Linked DNA regions of Mus musculus: all the other regions are linked to region 5. Evidence: chromatin contacts called from public HiChIP or PLAC-seq and promoter capture Hi-C data. All regions are on one chromosome and are shown on one strand. The core of a region is the stretch at or near the end of the contact, and the rest is flanking DNA. Distances in the headings are between cores, read along the strand shown. Region 1 holds the start of Ets1 (E26 avian leukemia oncogene 1, 5' domain). Region 2 holds the start of Fli1 (Friend leukemia integration 1). Region 3 overlaps Fli1 (Friend leukemia integration 1). Region 4 holds the start of Kcnj5 (potassium inwardly-rectifying channel, subfamily J, member 5). Region 5 holds the start of 4930581F22Rik (RIKEN cDNA 4930581F22 gene). Region 6 has its middle 15 kb from the start of Gm31871. Region 7 has its middle 26 kb from the start of Fli1.

What was found. Promoter capture Hi-C pulls out the DNA fragments that hold promoters and counts their contacts. HiChIP or PLAC-seq counts read pairs in DNA pulled down with a chosen protein or histone mark.
Region 1: an H3K4me3 HiChIP or PLAC-seq map of embryonic forebrain shows a contact between it and region 5, with 6 times the contacts expected there. The contact joins the promoter of Ets1 here to the promoter of 4930581F22Rik in region 5. A contact is called at or near these places in 1 of 39 promoter capture datasets (cranial neural crest) and 3 of 115 datasets of contacts at active chromatin or transcription factors (acute myeloid leukemia, embryonic forebrain and embryonic stem cells).
Region 2: a promoter capture Hi-C map of embryonic stem cells shows a contact between it and region 5, with 11 read pairs. The contact joins the promoter of Fli1 here to the promoter of 4930581F22Rik in region 5. A contact is called at or near these places in 7 of 39 promoter capture datasets (cranial neural crest, embryonic stem cells, hippocampal neurons and 1 more), 4 of 484 Hi-C or Micro-C datasets (all in embryonic stem cells), 6 of 115 datasets of contacts at active chromatin or transcription factors (embryonic forebrain, embryonic stem cells and stem cell-derived neural progenitor cells) and 1 of 9 other capture datasets (embryonic stem cells).
Region 3: a promoter capture Hi-C map of pre-B cells shows a contact between it and region 5, with 5 times the contacts expected there. The contact joins the enhancer-like site here to the promoter of 4930581F22Rik in region 5. A contact is called at or near these places in 3 of 39 promoter capture datasets (cranial neural crest, pre-B cells and stem cell-derived epiblast-like cells) and 3 of 115 datasets of contacts at active chromatin or transcription factors (embryonic forebrain, embryonic stem cells and large pre-B cells).
Region 4: a contact with region 5 is called in an H3K27ac HiChIP or PLAC-seq map of embryonic stem cells, with 9 times the contacts expected there. The contact joins the promoter of Kcnj5 here to the promoter of 4930581F22Rik in region 5. A contact is called at or near these places in 2 of 39 promoter capture datasets (hippocampal neurons and stem cell-derived epiblast-like cells) and 1 of 115 datasets of contacts at active chromatin or transcription factors (embryonic stem cells).
Region 6: an H3K27ac HiChIP or PLAC-seq map of large pre-B cells shows a contact between it and region 5, with 4 times the contacts expected there. The contact joins the enhancer-like site here to the promoter of 4930581F22Rik in region 5. A contact is called at or near these places in 3 of 39 promoter capture datasets (the 3T3-L1 cell line, hippocampal neurons and pre-B cells) and 5 of 115 datasets of contacts at active chromatin or transcription factors (acute myeloid leukemia, astrocytes, embryonic forebrain and 2 more).
Region 7: an H3K27ac HiChIP or PLAC-seq map of embryonic stem cells shows a contact between it and region 5, with 11 times the contacts expected there. The contact joins the enhancer-like site here to the promoter of 4930581F22Rik in region 5. A contact is called at or near these places in 2 of 39 promoter capture datasets (cranial neural crest and pre-B cells) and 4 of 115 datasets of contacts at active chromatin or transcription factors (embryonic forebrain, embryonic stem cells, pro-B cells and 1 more).

Annotation. Positions count from the first base shown.
Region 1 is chr9:32,634,873-32,637,572 of GRCm38.p6, forward strand. It overlaps Ets1 (E26 avian leukemia oncogene 1, 5' domain), which reads left to right and starts at 1,369. Exons shown (of 10, transcript NM_001372534.1): 1 at 1,369-1,442.
Region 2 is chr9:32,540,121-32,542,820 of GRCm38.p6, forward strand. It overlaps Fli1 (Friend leukemia integration 1), which reads right to left and starts at 1,332. Exons shown (of 9, transcript NM_008026.5): 1 at 1,071-1,332. The coding sequence starts at 1,088.
Region 3 is chr9:32,494,490-32,497,189 of GRCm38.p6, forward strand. All of the region lies in intron 1 of Fli1 (Friend leukemia integration 1), which reads right to left. Among named protein-coding and RNA genes, the nearest start is that of Fli1, 46 kb to the right of the region's middle. Within about 2 kb of position 1,377, at least 56 of the 459 cell types and tissues checked have an H3K27ac peak or open chromatin away from gene starts, as enhancers often do.
Region 4 is chr9:32,343,023-32,345,722 of GRCm38.p6, forward strand. It overlaps Kcnj5 (potassium inwardly-rectifying channel, subfamily J, member 5), which reads right to left and starts at 1,322. Exons shown (of 4, transcript NM_010605.5): 1 at 1,082-1,322.
Region 5 is chr9:35,115,309-35,118,008 of GRCm38.p6, forward strand. 4930581F22Rik (RIKEN cDNA 4930581F22 gene) reads left to right here and starts at 1,420. Exons shown (of 6, transcript NR_029475.1): 1 at 1,420-1,532; 2 at 2,061-2,700. It overlaps St3gal4 (ST3 beta-galactoside alpha-2,3-sialyltransferase 4), which reads right to left and starts at 1,556. Exons shown (of 11, transcript NM_009178.4): 1 at 1,390-1,556. LOC115487216 (a long non-coding RNA gene) reads right to left here. Exons shown (of 3, transcript XR_003948311.1): 3 at 1,892-1,980.
Region 6 is chr9:32,607,719-32,610,418 of GRCm38.p6, forward strand. No RefSeq gene overlaps it. Among named protein-coding and RNA genes, the nearest start is that of Gm31871, 15 kb to the left of the region's middle. Within about 2 kb of position 1,308, at least 40 of the 459 cell types and tissues checked have an H3K27ac peak or open chromatin away from gene starts, as enhancers often do. A contact at or near this core is called in pre-B cells, where this site is marked.
Region 7 is chr9:32,566,354-32,569,053 of GRCm38.p6, forward strand. No RefSeq gene overlaps it. Among named protein-coding and RNA genes, the nearest start is that of Fli1, 26 kb to the left of the region's middle. Within about 2 kb of position 1,393, at least 8 of the 459 cell types and tissues checked have an H3K27ac peak or open chromatin away from gene starts, as enhancers often do.

The sequences.
Region 1 (2,700 bases), core at 119-2,618, 2.5 Mb before region 5:
TTCCCACAGTAGTGTGATCTGGTTAGATTCCCAGTGCTGAGACCAGTTCTTGGTGCCGACATTGGTTAAACTAAGTGGACTGAGCCAATAGGAAAAGACAGCTTTTATCTACATCGTGTTAATACACAGGAGGGGAACACGGGCATTAGTTCCTGTGTGAGCTGCAAGCTACCAGCGATGGATAAACATGATGATTTTCTGAATGACATTTTGGGTCTTTGTGGAATTTCAAGTGGAGTAGTTGTGTCTTCATTAAGAAGGGAAGGAAGCAATTGACTCATCCATTACTCAACATCAATGGAATCTTAGGGCAAAAGTCTTGGAACTGCAAGCAATATAAACTTTTCCAATTTTCCCCTATTCATAGAAATGAGATTTCACTGTAACATTATCGTCATGCCCTTAAGTGAAGAAGTGATATTGTGTATGTTTGCCTAGAGTTGCTTAAAACTTTCATATTGCGTATGCTTTGTTAAAAAGAGACATTTATGGATATTTCTTCCTTTTAATCACTACATCATGGACAAATGAAATCCACTAATGTTCATCGATGGCCAGATCACCTGGAACAATGCTTAGAAGAGATGCCTTACTTTTTGGAACCTCCACCTTTGCTTTTGGCCGTCTCCCCCTCTGCATGCAGTCAGGGAAACATGACAACAATTTAATCCACGCTAGTGAGTGGAGACCGGTGAGATCATCTGATGCGATCTGAGCCAAAATCTTCTTATTCACGAAGAAATACACTGTGGTGTTTCTCATGGCAGGCCCAATATGAACAAGGCATACTTCACACATCAGGTTAATAAAGAGTCACAAGAAACCTAAGTAGGTGAGTGGGTGTCAGGCATCCTGCTAGAGACAGCCCCCTGAGTGGTTTTACAGGACCCTCTGCCCCATGATTCAAGGCCTAGGCTAAATGAACACAGTTTCACTGAGAAAGTCAAGCCATGTGGGGCAGAAGTAGTCACATGTCCAGTAGAGCACCAATCTGGTGCATGCCAAGTGTCTCTGTCTCTCCCTCCCTCCCTCCCTCCCTTCTTCTCTCTGTCTCTCTCTCCCTCTCTCCCTCCCCCCTTGCTCTCTCCCTCCCTGCCCCTTGTGCACTTTGCCCCGGATCAGTAATATTTAGTTGAAGTATCAGTAGAAGGATAAAACTAATCAGGTGTAATTTAGCGCTGCCACAAACAGCTCCCCTTTAGATCACAGTGCCTGCCCTGGAGACCACTGCCTTGGTGCCAGAGCCTGGCTGAATACCGCCTCTTCTGCTTCCCTAGCTTGACCACACCCCCCATTTCAGGAGGCAGCTCTATTAGGAGTATTATGGTCTCTGCATCCTCTTTAGCCCGGGAGCCAAGGATTCCCCGCAGGTAGTAGCTGGAAAGAGCCGCAGACCTTCGGTGAAGCTCACTCCATTCCTCACCCGTCTCTGCAGCAAATTAGTAAGTGAGAGCTGAGTTTCTGTCGGAAACTTTCTTTTCACTTTTCCTCCCACCACCCCCAAATTTTACGAATTAAAGGGTAAATTGTGAAACTTTCAGGATGCAGCTGTTTCTCTTCTTTTTTTTTCCGTCTTTGCCTTTTCACATATCCCATTGTTTAACAATATTTTTGAAAACTATTTCCTGCTCTCATTAGATAAGCTTAAACATCAAGACTCTTGTCACCTTCCACCTCCCCCCCCCCCCAGCACACATTGTTGATCCTTGCAAATGGCATATCACAATTCTGAATACCCCTTGCAAACCCTTTAAATAAAACTGTAGTTTTGCTTAGAAAATTTCTTTCTTATTTTTTTTTCATTCTTAGTGAAGTCTACTATCTGCTCTGCCCCACCTCTTACCAGCAACTTAATGAACTGCTTTCGTAGAGGGGAAATTGCTACTGGCCAAGACCTTCTGAAAAGCCAGCCTATCACTTCTTCTACTTCGAGACTTAAGTCATACAAGAGCTCACCAATTCTTTGTCAGGCTCTGTGGGTCATTGGTTGTGGGGGTGTCTCCAGGTCCGAGGGACTTTCTTCCCCCAAACTGTACTGCTATCCCGGGGGAGGCTGGAGTTGGGACTGCAATTCCCCTTTGCAAGGGATGGAGGCTTCTTGTTACTGTAAGGTTGTCTTCTATCACCTTTCAAAGTTGACTTTTCTGTGAGTGAACTGTGCAAAGATGCTGGGTGGCAAGATCATGACATTCCATTGTAAGGTTCCCTTCTGGGTTTTTTCTTTTTTCTTTTTTTTTTTTTTTTCTTCTCTTCTCTCATCCCGAAGCCCTTTTCCTTCCTACTTTGTATCGCTGCATGGAACTGGGTGGGAAACAACAGGAAATCCAGATCCTGAAATGTACCTCTGGCCACTTTGTTTGATTTGTAAAATTACCCGACACTTTAACTCTTTCATCAGCTGGGGTCTGGATTACCTCACCGCCTTTTTTATCTAGCAAGAAAGACTTTGGTTTGGCAGGCTCGGTCCTCGTGGGGCAGCTGGTGGCCTCTATGGCTCTGATTTACCTGCGGTTCCAGAACCCAGGCCAGAGAGCTGTAAGGGGTTAATTCGTGAGAAGTGCTTTGAAGATGAAAAGGTCTTTTCATGTGTCCAGGCATTGTAGTTATTAATATTAATATTTGAAGCACACTGCTTTAATTGTAAATCGACAACTTCTATACTTAGCCATCAGTAGTGCAATAACAAACAGCAGGCACCAG
Region 2 (2,700 bases), core at 82-2,581, 2.6 Mb before region 5:
TTGATATGCAGCCTTGAAGCTAACGTCTGCTCTCATTCATTCTCCTAAGTCCTCTTAGGCTAGTCACGTTAGGGGGTGTCCCTCGTCTCTGCTCCTGGCCCTACTTCCCCCTTTCGGAGGGAGCACTCGGCCTTTCTGAAGCGTGACAGGGAACCCAGACTCACAGGTCTGCTGGTCTGCACTTTGCAACCTAGACCCAAGCTGGGCCGGCGCGGGTGGCGGGTGGGGGTGGGGGTGCAATCGGCAAGCCCCAGGCCATAGACTCTGAACCAGCCACCGCAGGGGGACAGCTGTTGAAGGAGTTTAATTCTTACTGAGAGGACAGCTCCTGGATCCCTTGCTCTAAAGCAGGCGCACGCACAGTGTGCGGGATCTGAGGCACTGAGGAGCCGGAGAGCAAGGAGATTCCTAACCCGAGGAACTGCGAGGCGGGCCCGTTAGCTCCAGGCAGCCGGCGTCCGCAACTGCCGGGCAGCAGCAGTGAGAAGGGGGGAAGAGAAACCGGTCTGGCTGACAAGTAAACAGGGTCTTCCATCTGGACCCGCCGGCTCAGCCGGATCCTCAGACACCCTCCCTTGCACCCCTTGCCCTCCCGCAACTACTCCTCCAACTCGCTCGGAGGGTCGGGGGACCCCAGCCAGAGGCGAACGCTGCTCCTGCCCGCGCAGATCTCGGCCTCTGGCGTGAGGAAGCTGGCCGCCAGACTAGTGCCTGGCGCCGGGGCCAGGTCGTCTGGGTGCCGGGTGGGAACCGACCCGGCGATCTCCCGCCCGAGACTCTGCTCCGCGCCCCGGGTCCCCAGGTTTCAGCTGCCGGGTCTCGCAGCCCCTTCGGGCGGCACAGTGGGAGCCTGCGGGATTCCACAGTGGCGCAAGGAGTGAGGGGTAGATCGCCCTGGGCGGGAAGGCTGGCCGGCCTCCTCGGAATGGGGGACTCGCCACCCGGAGGAGACCGCGCGAAGCCGGGGCGCGGAAGGAAGGGAGAGCGGCCACGTCTTCCGGGACCCCGGCGCCCAGCCCTCCCGCCGCCCCGGTCGGCCCTCTCCCCGCGCCCACTGCCCAGCCGCTTACCTTAATAGTCCCGTCCATTTGGCCAAGTCTGCAGCCGAGCCCCCCAATATTCCACACATTGACCCGGTTACAGCCTGACCTCGTAGCCCCTTCAGATTAGCCCGGCGCGGCCTCTTTGGCGCCCTGGGCCCTCTCTGAGTGCCCCCTGCGAGCGCCCTGCCCTCGCTCCCCTGTGCACGTTTGTTGTTGTAGCGGATCGAAAAAGAGACAGTTAACCGGATGAAACTTTTTTTCAGCTAATTTTGGGAAGTGACTTCACTTTGCGATCGGGGAGGAAGTCCTATCTCTCTCTCTCTCTCTCTCTCTCTCTCTCTCTCTCTCTCTCTCTCTCTCTCTCTCATCTCGCCCTCTCCACTCTCTGCTCTCTCTTGTCTTCCCTCCCCCACACCCCCTCGTCCTCTCCTCGCCCTGCTTTTCGCATCACTCGCTATATAAATATACGCGGGATGCCCAGTTACATTCATGCACTGCGCACACAGGATACTTGCTCCTGGGAGATAAGAGCTGGCCAGGAACAATGACGGGGTCCACGCCCAGTATCCGCTCCCTGATTCCTGAAGTCTGCAACTCCCCCATCACCTTCCCCCCAAATCCAAAGCCAAACGCCTCTGGCCTCTTTCCTTTCCCTTGGGCCTTTGGCCGAAGGTGGCCCTCCTGACTCATTCACTTTCCGTTTCTTCCCACAGATACATTCATTAATGCTTTTTCCAGCCGGAGTCAAACTTTTTTGGGGATGGGAGGAAGACGGCGGAAGAGTTTGTTAGAACAGGGGATAACCTGGCGATGCTGACCGCCAGGGGAGATTCGGATGCAGATCAAGGCAAACCTACTATTTTTAAAAAGGAAGGAAGGAAGGAAGGAAGGAAGGAAGGAAGGAAGGAAGGAAGGAAGAAAGAAAGAAAGAAAGAAAGAAAGAAAGAAAGAAAGAAAGAAAGAAAGAAAGAAAGAGAGGAGCCGAAGAGAGTTTTTGCATCTAAGCGCTGGTCTCCGGATAGGCTCAAAGCGAATTCTGGGTCCCGCGGACCTGACCTGTCAAGGGCTCAATACCTCAAGCTTTGTTAGCAGAGAGATGCCCATGCTTTGGCGCGCCTCGACTCCGGGCTCCACAGCCCGCTAAGGAGGTAGACCAGCCACAACCTAGGCTTTTTGAGTTAAATTCTCTCACCTATCAGGACCCGACGGCCCAAGTTCTTCAATACCATCGCAGCCCCCAAGGAACTGACACCAGGGCGAGCTTGCCCTCCACACTACGCAGCAGGACCCAGGAGCGCGGCGAGCCGCGGCTCAGCAGAGACCCCACCTTGGATGAGAACGGGCAGTCTAAGGGTCCAAGCTAGGGACTGTCATTCCCAACCAGCGGCGTGGCCCGCTTTACCGGCTCGGTTCTTTCTGCTATCCCCCGCGCCTCCCCTGCTGGACCCAGGAGCTCTCTTGTTAAGGCTTCTCTGGGGTATCGGCGCTGGCGGCCTGACTCCCATCTCCCAGACTTTGAAAACAGGTTACCTTTTTCCACGCTCTTCAGACCACGCTGTGGACTTTCTCACTATTATTTAAGAGTCCTCCCGGGAAAAGAGGGGAAAAATTCCAGAGCAGATCCGAATAAATTGGAAAGGAAAAAAAAATCAAGAGG
Region 3 (2,700 bases), core at 127-2,626, 2.6 Mb before region 5:
TGGGCACTCTCTGCCTCCTCTCTCACGTGGTACATTCCTAAGCAGAAGCTCCTCAATCAGAGTGGGCTACTTTTCCGTAATGAGAAGTCCACACACATTTTGTGGGGGAAAAAAAAAACACTTGCAATTTTGATTTACTTCAGGGCTAGGAGTAGTTGGTGCAATCCTCTCTCAAGATGCTAGCAGGAGCAAGGAACCAGAGCTGCTAGTAAGCCCCATGAGCAGTAGGGAACTAATGGACTCTCTGTAGGGGACAGTGCTGCACGACCCTATAGTTTAGAGGCATTACAGAGCACTGCAGACTTCCAATGGGTTCGCAGGGACGCGATTCCATTTCAAATCAGAGAACATCTGTGTGCCACAATTTCAAAAGCCAGCTTTTCTTCCCACCCCCACTACAGACAGGTCCCAGTTTTCTTAGGAGGTTGGTCGGTGCATGTATGAGATGCAGACACAAAGCTGGAGTTGGAGACAAGGAGTCATCTGCTCCTTTATGAGTCAACAGTCCTGTTCCCTCACAGGTAGGGGTGAGAGGCCCAGCCAGAGGGAAGGAGCTGGCTGTGGCTCAGCCAAGGCCCTCAGTTCCTTCAGCAAGAGGAAAATCCTGTCAAAATGGCTTAACGATCTTCTAATATTCCCATGCAATTAAGGCCACATCTGTCTCCCAGGCCCCTGCACTCCTTTGCGAGCGAACAGACAGGAACCAAACAGTCTGTCTTGTCGATCTGGAAGGAAACAAAGAGCTCCATTCATAACTGGAGGCACTTTCTCATTTTTTTTTCAAAGTAAAATAGAGTTTTCACTTTGAGAGTAACCTGTGTGGCAAGAAAACGAAGGATCACCCCCCACCCCAATAAATCAAATTCAACAGCCTAATAAAATGCTGGCTCCCCTTCCCCCATCCCCTCCTTCCCCCTCCCATCTCCTGTCCCTCTCTACCAGAAAACAGTGGACTAGAGAGGGGGTGGGTGAGCCAAAGAGAGAGGGGAAGGTGAGCAGTGAGCAGGAGTGTGTGTGTGTGTGTGTGTGTGTGTGTGTGTGTGTGTGTGTGTGGTGTGGTGTGCGCATGTGAGAAGTAACAGTGGGTAGGCAGCCTGCCTTTCCCTCCCCTACTTTACATACTATCTCAACCTTCCTGCGTGCTTCTCTCCTCCACCCATCCCCACACTTAAAGCCAAGCTGCCACATCGTCCTTCTCCCTGGATGGGAGCAAATGGCTCTAGTTGGGGAGAAGTAGGATAAGGTTTGCATGGGCTACACCTGTAGCTGAAACCCAGCAGAAGCGGGTACATCTCTCAGAGCTAGGCGATGCGCTCTCCCCTGCCTTTGAAGCCTCCAGAGAGTGAGTTTGCAGCAGATAAAGGCTGATAAGCATTGAGTTGGTGCTTATCCGCAGCAAACAAGATCTTTTGAGGTTCTCGCTGCACTTGCAAGCAGGGGAGACTATAATCAGAAAACCAAAGGGAAAATGTGAAACCAAGTCGCACTGGCTGCTGCCTCTTTCTTTTCTTTTGTTTCAGTTTGCACACTGGAAAGCCCAGCACAGATCATGTCAGTCAGGACTCTAGAGCATGATACTGTAAAAGCTTTGCTTTGGTTACTGTTGTTTTCTGTTTATGTTTCTTTCATAGTGTTTTCTCATTTTTTTGGTCTTCTATATGAACATCAGTGGATGAAATCTTTTCAGTTCTGACTTAAAAAAATATGAAAGAGCCAAACATTGACAACAACTATATAGCCAGCATTTTATTGCTATCGTGTCCAAAGTGCTTTTACAGTCTTGGCATTGTCTGGCTATCATGATAGTTCTAATGCATACAGGACAGACAGTGCCTAAGTCAGCGCCTGGTTTAGGATGTATGGCATCCTTAACACCATACAACTTAAAGTGGCATGCCAGGAGTACAAACCAGTTCTTTGTAGCTATCAAGATGGTTTCTATTCATTCTACCCCATGCAAGGGCTTGGCAATTAGCTAATTAGCAGTGAGAATGGCCTTGAACTTCAGTGGGCCACCTGGAAGCACTTCTAAAGCCTTAGCACCCGTGAATGTAGTCAGACGGAGGATTTTCTGAACTTTACGACCTTGAGTACGAACTTTGGCTGCCCCATATTTCAATGCACTGGTTTCATGTTATTTCTTGGGGGAGAATATTGACAAGATGCAGATGCTGAAGATAAGTGTACATGGAAAGAGCACTGGGCAGTCTGAAGCTCTGATTTCTGATCAATTATGGGCTCTTGAACAAGCATCGTTTCTGCAATGTCACCCAAAGCAGGAGAATGGAACGCAAAGGAGACAAAGAGAGTGCCTGGTCCCATGTGAGCCAGCTTCTAAATAAGTTCTCTGAAAATTATGCTACAATAGCAGCAAACTACAGGTAAAGGGTGTCACAATGGAAGGCTACGATGAGACGCACAATGGTAGACCTTGGCTATTCTCACTCATCCCTCCCAGTTCGTGTTCAATGTGCTGCTGTGAGAACCTAACCCAAGAAACATCTTACAGTCACATATATATCCATAAACATGGTAGACGGTCACACACATATCCATAGATGGTAGATGGTTTTATATATACACATATAGATGGTAGATGGTCATACATGTATACATAAAGATGATAGGTGACTTGCAGGCAAGTTTTGATTAAGCAGAATGGTCCTGATGGCTGAGTCCTCAGTTGTTTATAATATAAGC
Region 4 (2,700 bases), core at 72-2,571, 2.8 Mb before region 5:
TCTGCCCCACAGGTTAACTCCCAGGACCCCGTTCCAGCTCAACACCCCGGTTCTGTAAATATTAGCTGCTGTCCCCTGCTTCTCCGCAGGGATTCCCATGCTCGGTGGCCCAGGCAGCTTGCTTAGGAGAAAGAATAGCTACACTTTGGAGTCAGATACTGTGGAGACTCTCCCGTTGTAATCTCAGTTACTCACCCTCTCAGAGCTGCCATTTCTGTGCTGTGGGACAGGCTTGCTAGTCTCCGTTTAACTGAGAAGAGTCACAGTGAGCATTTGCATTCCCACTGTTTGCCTGGTGTTTGAAAGGTTCCCCTCGATAGCGCCCCGGGATCTTGGTATGGATGCTGGGCAGGCTAGAGTCTCCACTGCCTTTTGGGAATAGCCCATGAAATTTCGAGAAGCCAACACTGAACACTGCTCCACAGTCCCAGGCTAGAAACCCCCCTCCTAGTGGCCTGCCCTTGCGTTTAAAGGAGGCCCTGGCAGAATCAGGTGCTACAGAGCAGATCTCCAAGGAGAGCCACCATCAGGAAAATGCTATAGCTTGTCTTCCTCCACCTTTTATCTTTAACCCTTCTTTTGAACAATTGCAGAAATGTTTTCAAAAGAAGGAAAGCATACAGGTAGTGACCAATTCTGAGAAGACTGGTACCGCAAAGCAGTTAGATTAGAAAGCAGCTGGGGCAGAGAGTCTACAGTCCAGGGGGTCGCCCTACCCGACCATCTCTGCCCCCACCTGAAGCTGTTTCTGGGAGCAAGGTTCTCTCTATCTCCTCCCAAGGCCTGGCCAAGCAAGCCAAAGATGGAAGGTTTCAGTCCCGCAGGTATCCTGGTCTGGTTCTGGGAGCAGGGCGTTTATGGTCCTGGGGAGGCTGGACTCCTCATCTTGGGGAGGCCGGCAGCTAAGGCCAGCTTCAGTTTGTTGAACTTTGGACCACCGGATCTTGTTCCCATCCTGTCTCAACCCGACAGGCTCCGGTAGGGGAAAGCCTTCTTTTAGAACCACAGGACACCTAGTGAGGGTCCGGTTTGGGGAGTCGCTGGGCTGGGGGAGGGACGCGAGAGAAAGGAGACAACTTACTTGTAGCGCAGAGAGCTTCTCCGAACCCTTGGGGCTAACTTCTGGAGATCCTTCCAAGGCGGTGCAGGTGGCTCTCAGGGCTCTCCAGGGGATTCCCTAGCCTCAGGCATTGCCTACGGACGGGCAGACGCCCCGAGCCACTCTGGTGTCGCAGGTCCAGCTAGCAGAGGCGTCTAAACCTCCCGCCCCTTCACCGGTCTGCCTCGCCCTTCTATCTAGAGAGAACAGCGGGAGGCTCTCTGCTGTCCCTCTCCTCTCCGCCCTCCTCTCTTCTCCCTCCCCATCTCCTCCCGTCCCCCCGCCCCCCCTCCCGGGTTCTCCTCCCTCTGTCCCCCTACAATTGAATCTCTGGATAGAACGCGATTTAAAGGGCCACAGGCAAAGGAGAACCACAAAGAAAGGCAGCAATGGGAGAAATGCTTGCACAATGGGGTATATGGTGGAGATGGGTGGGGGCTGTTGGTATCGGGGGTCACAGTCACTTGGAAGGAGTCCGGTGCCGGACGCAGGGCCAGAGAGAGCGGGCAGCCTCCTCCCTACTCTCCTGCCCACTACTCCCCCTTCGCCACCTCCCTCCAAGACCTCCTTGTTGATGCTCCTGTGCTTCTGGCCACGCTTAAGCGAGGGTCAGAGACCTGCGCCACCAGATGTGTGTGAGAGCTTCCCGTGAATATGTGGGAAAGCTCACGTGTACATGTGTGTGTGTGATCGCCCGCGTGTGTAAGCGCCCCCGCACGTGTGTGAGCGCCCGCGTGCCTGTGTTTAGAGGGTGCGGAGGAGCAGACAGAAGAAACTCTTAGGGCAGAAAATTCAGGCTCAGAGCCTTGCAAGGGGAGGGGGGAACACCTGCTCAGTCATTCTGGGCACTTTGAGGGGGCTGTTGTCCGAACTTCCCTGCCTATCAAGAAGCCAGATGCAGCAGGTGGGGGACATTCCCCTGGAAGTCCGGAGTCACAGTCTAGGGGGGGACCTTAAGCTGTTACTGGGTCTGGCTCTTGAGACTGGGACCTGATTATAACTGAAGGGGAAAGTCTAGAGAAGGGAGAAGGGAAGTGGGTCTTTTGTTGGAGCATTCTGCTTAGGGTAGTCTATAGGTGAGTGGGAATGGCTATTCATTGAAATGGATATGGCCTTCCCTTGAAAGGCAAGTGAGACCTGAACCATCTTCAGGTAAGGGGGCTGGCCTTTCCTCCCACTCTCTACTTTCTTCTCTGTTCCCAAAAGTTCTTCTTGTAAAATATTAAAACTATAATGTCATTTCTGTTGCAACGTCCTATGTACATGTGTTGAAGGAAAAAGCTTTTCAATGATGGCATTAAAAGGCCCCCGGCCCCCGAACCCCCGTGTTTCCTCAAGGTTCCACCCACCTTCCAGTCCGTTGTACATTATTCTGTTTCTACTTCTCTGCATAGATCTCTTGAATGTATTTCATTTTCTGTGTGACAGCCTCCATGTACAGACCACATTGGCTGCTGCTCTGGGGGTCTGAATATCCTTCCTTCTGGGAATCCACTGTTAGTCTCTACCCCAGCCTAGGTCTTTCTCATTGCAGGCACAAACCCCACTCTCCCTCTTTTGTGGACTGTTCTTGGCTTTGAGCATAGAGGACTCTATTCTTC
Region 5 (2,700 bases), core at 170-2,669:
TCTGTCACTGAACCACACCCCCAGTCCCTAATTTACTTTTATGACTTCTGCCTGCATACCTCTCTTTATCTCCATCATCACCTTGAAATCTTTGGGGACTGGCCCAACTCCTGGCTTGCTGTAGTGGGGCTGGGGGATCGGATGTGTTGAGGAGGGTGAAATGAGTGGGAGGTGAGGCCCAGGGTTCAGTAAGCAGCCAAAGATGCCTTCCCCTATGCAACAGGACAGGCCATAGGGGATGCTCAGAGTAGGGCAGAGGCAGAATAAGTTTGAGGAAGCCGAGCGGTGTCAGTTTTCTCAAAGGATGTTTGCAGACCAACTCCCAACAGAACAAAACATGTCCAGTTATTTCTGAGGCCCTAAGTGACTGGCACCTCCTAGGTAGCACTCTAGGGGTGCCTGGGAAAGTAAGGTTATGGATGGTGTTTCACTAGCAAACTCACAACATTCCCTCTGTACCCCTGATACTTACACATATCAATTCGTTTACAACCCCCTGGGTAGAGAGGCCTGGAGGGGCCAAGTGGGATCTGTAGCACTGACCCTGCCCTGTGGTATTGGTGTGTGCCCCTTGTGAGAGACAACTATCACTGTGGTACTATTCAAACCCAGACTAGCCTTTTAAGCCTGACCGGGGGGAGGGGGGGGGGAGGATCTAGCCTAGAGGACAGAGAACAGAGTAGATCAGACTCATAAACCAGAAAGTCTACCCCTCGGTCTGGGAGGAATGGCAGTGGTACAAGACACGTTGGCATCTCGGGGCTGCCCATAGGTCTCAGCCAGCAAGGGTCTCAGAGAGGCACCTAGAACAGACATAGACAAGGGTTCTGCCCCAGCTCTAGGTTAACTTCTCAGTCTTATCCTAGGCCTTCTCACTGCCCATTACCCAGGCAACTTTGAAGCACAGTTGGCCCAAAGACCCCCCCTAATCCCTGGACACAGCCACCCTGCAATTTGGCAAGCCCACCTTTGGGCTTTGCCTCAGCGACCTTGCAACTCCAGCACACAGGCAGACCCTGCAAAACTTGTCACCTCTAGCAAAGCCAGCCCACACGTCCTGACTTCGGAGGATGCTAGAGGTGATAGTCACCCATTCAGCTAGGACGCAAGAGCGACAGGGTTGGGGGTTAGAAACTTTCCGGAGGATTGTCCTGCTCACTCACTCCTAGAGAGCGAGACAAGTCAGGCTTCCCGCGAAAATCTAGTCCAAGCAAGGGACCCAGCTCCCCAGGGCTGTGGCCACCCTACACCAACCCCGTGCAGCGTGGCGTCCACGTGCGGGGCCCCCCGACCACCTCTCCGAGCCGTGGCGGGAGGCTGCAGCCTCGCAGCCCCGTCACTCCCCGCCCTCCGCCGCGGGGCCCCAGAGCCCGGCTGCCGCGTACTCACCCTCGCGGGTGGAGCGGGGCGGGGCGAGGTAAATCCGCGCGCAGCTCCGATCCGTTAGGCGCCCCGACTGGCGGGGCAGCACTGGCGCAGTGGCTCCGCTCGGCCCGGTCCCTGTCCCGGGAGCGGGGCCGGCCTGGGAGCGGGCAAGTCCGCCTGAAGGGGAGGCGGGGGCCAGGGCTTGGGCGGGGGGCGGGGGGCGGGGAAGGGGCCGGACACGCTTGCGCACACGGTCGGGAAGCCGACAGCCGCGAACGCCGCGCTGGAGGGAGGGCGCACCGAGAGAGGGAGGGCGCGGAGAAAGGAGGGAGCTAAGAAGGGAGGGAGGGCATCGAGGAGGGAGGGCGCGCCGAAGGAGGGAGGACGCAGAGAAAGGAGGGAGTAAGGAGGGAGGGAGGGCGCAGAGGAAGGAGGGCGAGGGTGTGAGGCCGCGGGGAGACTGGGGTTGGCCTGGAGGCCTCCCTGGCCTGGAGAGAGACGGCCGGGGTGCGGGAGGCTGGATCGGGTGAGGGCAAACCCAGGGCAAGCGCTGCCTGTGAATGGCTCCAAGATGAGTATGCCCAACGTTGCCTCTAGCACTGATCCCACGCTCTCCTGGAAACAATAACCAAGAAAGGCTTCTTTGCTGTCCCCGCGCGGTTAAAAAAAAAAAAAGTATCCTTTTCTCTCTACAGAAACTCAAGAACAGGAATAGAAGTCCATCCTTCCAATATCCTCCCATGCCCTCATGGCAGTCAGGTGACCTAAATTGACGAGCCTTTTCTCTGCCCCAGGCCGGCCTATGCGCCCCAAACTGCTCCCTTAGCTCTTCCTCCTTTGCATACCCTCTCTTAGCCTTGGATAACTTCTCAGTTTCCGTTCTTGCTGAAGGCGCCAGGCATCCTGTCTCCAGAGGAAACCCCTTCAAGCCTTTAACCCTGATGCCGTGGGCTCTAGAATTGCCTGGACTGCAAACAGTGCAGAAACCACCCTGCAGGACTGTCCATTTCAGGAGTCAGCACAGTGTTACCCAGTTCCTAGCTTGAGCACCCTGGGGCTACAAGGAAAGTATTAGATCCAGTCCCCCTTCCCCCGGAAGCTTGCTATCTAGTTGCAGAGAAGGGGTGGCGGGTGTTGTGCTGGACTCCCATCAAGAAACAGGCGGCACAGGATGTGACTAAGTGTAAGTAAGATGTGAATAACTGACAGTAAGTGCCCAGGGTTTTAACGGAGTTTAAAGTCATCGTCAGGGGAAGCTGGAGGTCTCATGTGTTGGGACTCTCCAATTCACAACAAAACGAAGAGGTGGCCTCCAGCTTCTTCCATTCCGGCTGT
Region 6 (2,700 bases), core at 58-2,557, 2.5 Mb before region 5:
CCCCCCGGGCCCCACTATTCATTTCAAGCTCACCCTGTTGTAAAGTCCCTTTATTGTAGGGTTTTCCTCCACTTTCGGAGGTTAGGGCCTTCCTTTGCCTTTCAATGCATTTGAGAATCCACAGGTGGTGGCTGCATGGAGCCAGTGTTCTCCAACAGTGTTCTCGAACAGTGTTCTCCAACAACCTTTGGTGCTTTCTCCCAGGAGGGACTCCAGGCAGAGATTTCAGGCTTGGGGTGGGGAGGGTCCTTCTAGAAGCAGAGGACCTTTTAGGAGTTCCAGGCTTTTGGCAACCTGTTGGATCTCTCTTTGGATTCTTCTGTAACAAGAAGCCAATACCCAGTACTTAGGGCTCCCTCCACCTCCGTAGGGATTGGAAAGGTTTTACATATTCTGGTCAAGTATTCTACCACTGAGCTACATTCCGAGAACTTAGTTTCTTTTAAGAAAATTATTTAGAAGACGGTTCTGAGGGTAAGAGCCCTTAATACTACTGCAGAAAACTTGGTTCCCAACACCCACGTAGCAGTTTACAACTTAGCTCCATTTCCAGGGTTTCAGACACCATCTCTGGCCTCAATGTGATAGACACACACATTCAGGCAAAACACATGCATAAAATAAATATAAAGAATTTAAATTATTTATTACTCGTTTGTTCAGTTTTGAGACAGGGTCTCCTTCAGTTGCCTGGTCTCACTTTAAACTTGTTCTGTAGAAGGCAGGTCTTGAACTTAAAAACCTCTGCCTCAGTTTCTTAAGTGGGTGGGAATGCAGGCCGGCCAGCAGACTAGGCCTTCTTCATGTGGGCCTTCCTGTCTTCTTCCCATGCAGCATCTTTGACCCTCTGTTTTTTCCCTTCGTCTCTCAGAGCTCTCTGCCTGGCTTGTGACTTTAAGTAGCATTTCTAAGGTGTTAGGCTACTCCTCTATCTCTGGTTCAAACTCCCTGGTGATTCCAGGCTCTCAGAAGACCGAGAAAAAGGCACCGTGGGATCATATGGCCATACACAAGTCTGGCCTGAGCCATACAACCCTTTTCCCTCATCTCCCTCACACCACCATCTTGCTTCCACATGTCTGGTGTGGAGTCTGTCTGTTTGACATCTCGGTACCTGCAGCCCCCATAATGCCAGCAAGGCCTGTTTCCGCTTGAATTTACCCCGTGTTGCTTCCTCCTGGGTAAACCACCTCTGAGTCTCACTTGGACTTCCACAACGGCATCCTTCTCAGTCGTCCTGTCTCTGTGCTTGGTCTCCTGTCACGGAAACCAGAGTGAACGTGCAGGCTCAGCTTTCTTTTCTGGAAAGGTTTCCTCCTCAGAGGGCGTTGCTCTGCCTGTCCCTGCCCAGCCTGCCTATCTGTACATCTCCCCTCTGTTACCCAGAGTGACACCTGCAGCCTTTGGCATACTCTCAGTTTACTGACCTTTTTCTTCCTTCACCAGGACAAGGACTTTTTCTTTTGAGTCTCAGAGTCTGATGTCACACCACAGGTGCCCTGTAGTGGGCCCAACTGTTAACACACAACCCTGTCCTGGTTAGCTTTAACTGTCAACTTGACAAAACCTACAGTCACCTAGGAAGAAAACTCTGCTGAGGAATTGTCTAGGTCAGATTAGTCTGGGGGAGGGGTGCGGTTGTCTTCATTGTTAATGGATATAGTAGGCCCAGCCCACGGTGAGTGGTACCATTCTTAGGCAGGTGGCTTTGAATTGTATAAGAAAGTTAGCAGAGCATAAGCTGGCCAGTGAGCCATGTAGAAAGCGTTCCCCTCCATAGTTCCTGTTCTATGTCTTCAGTGGCAACCTAAGTTCCTTGGTTGGAGGTATTGCTGTGTGCAAGAGCAAGCTGGCTTTGTTGAGTCTCTGCCTTGCCTTCCAATGATGGAGTGTGATCTGAAACTTCCCTCCCTACAGTTGCTTCTGGTGATGATATTTTATTCCAGAAACAGAGAGGAAACTAGGACAGACTCCATTCTTAGTTGAGGTTCAGATGTCATAGCCTAAGGACTCTTGGGTGTAGCCCAGGATTGGCTCATATGCCATCTCAGGCTTACTCTCCAGGTCCTCATGACCTTGACTGATTTCCTCATTTAAGAGGTTTACTCATTTGCTTGTTCTTGGGGGAAGGATGAGGTCTTCCTAGGACCTCCCATTGGCCACAGGGAACTGATGTAATGTAAATATTGGTCAAGTACGTGGGAATCACTTTGGTTTATTTCTTATTTGATCTTCGCAGTTGTCCTATGAAAGAGCTATCACTGAAATACGCACTTGGCTGTTTTTGAAGGAACTCAGGTCTCAGAGAATTTGATTCGCTTACAACTTCAGAGTTAGTTAAAGGAGCCTAGGTCACCATGTTTGACTAAATGCAAGTGTGGGTGTTTGTATAAGTGTGTAGGGGTGGCTGCTTAGGATCTGCCTCCCCTTCCTGGCCATCATAGCTGCCTCCTCTTCTCACTGAGACCTAAGCAAGCCAAATTCAGGGATGCTTCAAACTCCATTAAGGTTTCCTTACTCTCTTAAGGGCCTCTGAAGGCCTCAGTGCCTGGTCCTGGGACTTGCCTATTCCTCCCCATCCCACTCCCACACCTGGCAAAGTCCATGGAAGCACATTCCCTTGCGTGGGCATGAACACAGCATGGCGGGAGTGCCTGAGTCACATCTGAATGTGAGCCATCCACTCATGCGTCTCGACCA
Region 7 (2,700 bases), core at 143-2,642, 2.5 Mb before region 5:
AATTCTTAGCATAGAACTGGGCAAAGGGTCCAGAGTTGATGACAGGGTTGAGCAAGCCAGTGCCCGAACGCTCTTCTCCCATCGGTTGCGAGAGGCTCTGGTCCATTGTTTGAATATTGTTTGGGATTTAGCACAGTTTAGAAGATTTGCCAGAATTTGGACTGCTTTGCAGTGGGTGGGCTCTCTGTGCTCAGGTTAGTCAGCAGGCTGTAACATCTTGTTTTGGTAAAGCAGCAGACAGAAGTTGGTTTGTCAGGACGGCCTTAGCCTCAGAGTGGAGAGGGTAAGCAAGAGCAGAAGAGAAGACTGTGTGTTTCGGAGGTTTCCCTTGACAGTCATATGTGCACAACCCTTCAACTTAAAAAGAACATTCATGGGGGGGGGGGTGTGTCCAACAACGTCTAACAAAAAGAGGTTGCTTACTTTTTAAAAGATGTTCTAAGGCAACTCTGGAGATGGGAGAGTTCTCTGTATGTCCTATCTTCCTGTGCTGCCCACTGAAGCCTGTGCTGAGTGAACAGACTAACTGAGAACTGGAGATAAACTAGAACCTCTCTCTTTGTTGCATCCTCTTTAGGGGAAAGCTTGTTTTGTCTTGTTTTTGTTTTGTTTTTTTGTTCATTTGTTTGTTTTGTTTTATCTCAAACATTAAAAGGAGTGGTTGTGTGTGTGTGTGTGTGTGTGTGTGTGTGTGTGTGTGTGAATGGATTTTTACAACAAAGAAAGCAGAATGATAACTATGTATAATATCAACTATCCCTCACTGTTTGGATGATCACCACCCCACGGGATCCACCAAATACTTTTAACTCTATAAAGTTTCCATTATTTCATTTAGTCAGAAAATTCTGCCAGCTAATATTTTACTAAGGCTGAAGAATTTTTAACCAGCCCTTTCCATATCTGCCAAGTTTGGAGAGATGGCATTGCTTATGTATCAGGTGTCCATAAAGTTTAGCTCCAGAAATTCAGATTATGTTTCCCATATTTATTAAAAAAAGGTTTCCTTTGTATACTGGATAGCTTGTTGTAGGCTCAGGAGTATATATCCTATTATTGGGGGCGGGGAGGGGGCGATTAATTCATATGCTCTGTCTAGGGGGTTTCAGCATCTTTATGTTCTTGAAGATCACTTAAGATGAAAGGCATTAAACTAAGGTAGACTTTAGGTATCTGGGCTTCTGTTTACAGACCCTCTCCATAATACTTATTTCTGGTGCTGGGCATCAAAGAAAAAAAAACTAAAAAGTCGGCCCTGTCCTTTTAAAAAATATGTCAAAGGCCCCCAACTCTTTAACAACACAGGAAATGTCAAATATTATATGGATATAAATAACTCAGTAAAACAGGGTTACAAGAACATCTGGCTTTGCACAGTTCCACGTACTTGGCTGGCGCAGAGATATTTCGGTAATCCTATCCAGCCATTGGGCTGGGAGAGACGGTGGGGCACAGAAGGGAATTGGAGTGTGGAGTGAAAACTGGGCTTGTAAAAAGGTCTGAGCTGTTATCTGTCTAACCCACCCTAATCTGTTCAGTCATTTGCTCTGGGGGCTCTTAAGAGAGGAACGCTGACCCCCCTCTGGAAGCCAGTCTCTTAGACAGATGCCCTCGGGATCTCAAGGTTAGGGATGAAGGGCAGAAGGTTAACGGCCCTCAAGGAGTGAGCTGCCCCAGTGATAACTGCAGAGATCATTTTTTAAAAGGGACATCTCAATTTTCTAAGAACGTCCAGGTCTATTTGGGCTCTGATGTTCTGGAGGCCATCTGCAGGGAAACGGTGGCCTGCCTCTCCTTTGTTCTGGCCAGCATGTCTCTTGTGTGACGGGCTCAATTCTTTGCTTCTCTACCTCATTTCACTGACCCACATTCTCCACTGGAGATTTTCCTCTTACTTTAAGGTCTGGTTTCCTTGGGTTTTCGGCAAACTACCACTGGGGACAGGCAAGCTGTGTGCAATTCAGACTGCTTGGTGTTCACTTCACTCCCATGCACTTAAAAAGAAAGTAACCCCTCAAACACACACACACACACACACACACACACACACACACACACACACACACACGAATGCATGCTCATGCACACACATACACTCATGCATGCACTCACACACATGCATGCATGCACACACTCATGCACGCACACATGCACACGCGCATCCACACAGGAAGTTGACATTTATGGTTTTCCTCTACATCTAAATTATGAAATCCAGCCTCATTGGGAATAACTAAGAGCAACGTCATCATGTCAAAGAGAACAGAGAGAAAGAGAAACACAGCTGTGCTGCATCTTAGGTGCTCCGGCCCCATCAAGTCCCATTTTCACTAATTCCTCTGTGGATATGAGAGACTATTGTGGGCCAAGCACCTTTGTGGGTGAGTCTCCAAACCTCACCTGTCCTTCAAGCAGATTAGCAGCTAGTGGAGATTCACTGTTACCAAGACTGTGCAAGGCAACACTGTGTCGCAGTAGAGTGCAATCTCTATTTTAAAATAAGGCAAACCATTTAAAACTGATAAAAACAATCCATTTGACTGTCTCTTGCCAACCTTTGGCATATCCATTTGTATTTGTATCTTTCCATTTTTTCGACAGTGCTTTTTTTAAAAAGTATTATGTTTTAATCTTTTTGATAATTGGCCCTTCATGGTTGATTGTATTTTTAAAATATATTTGTAGTTAAAATAGCATTAC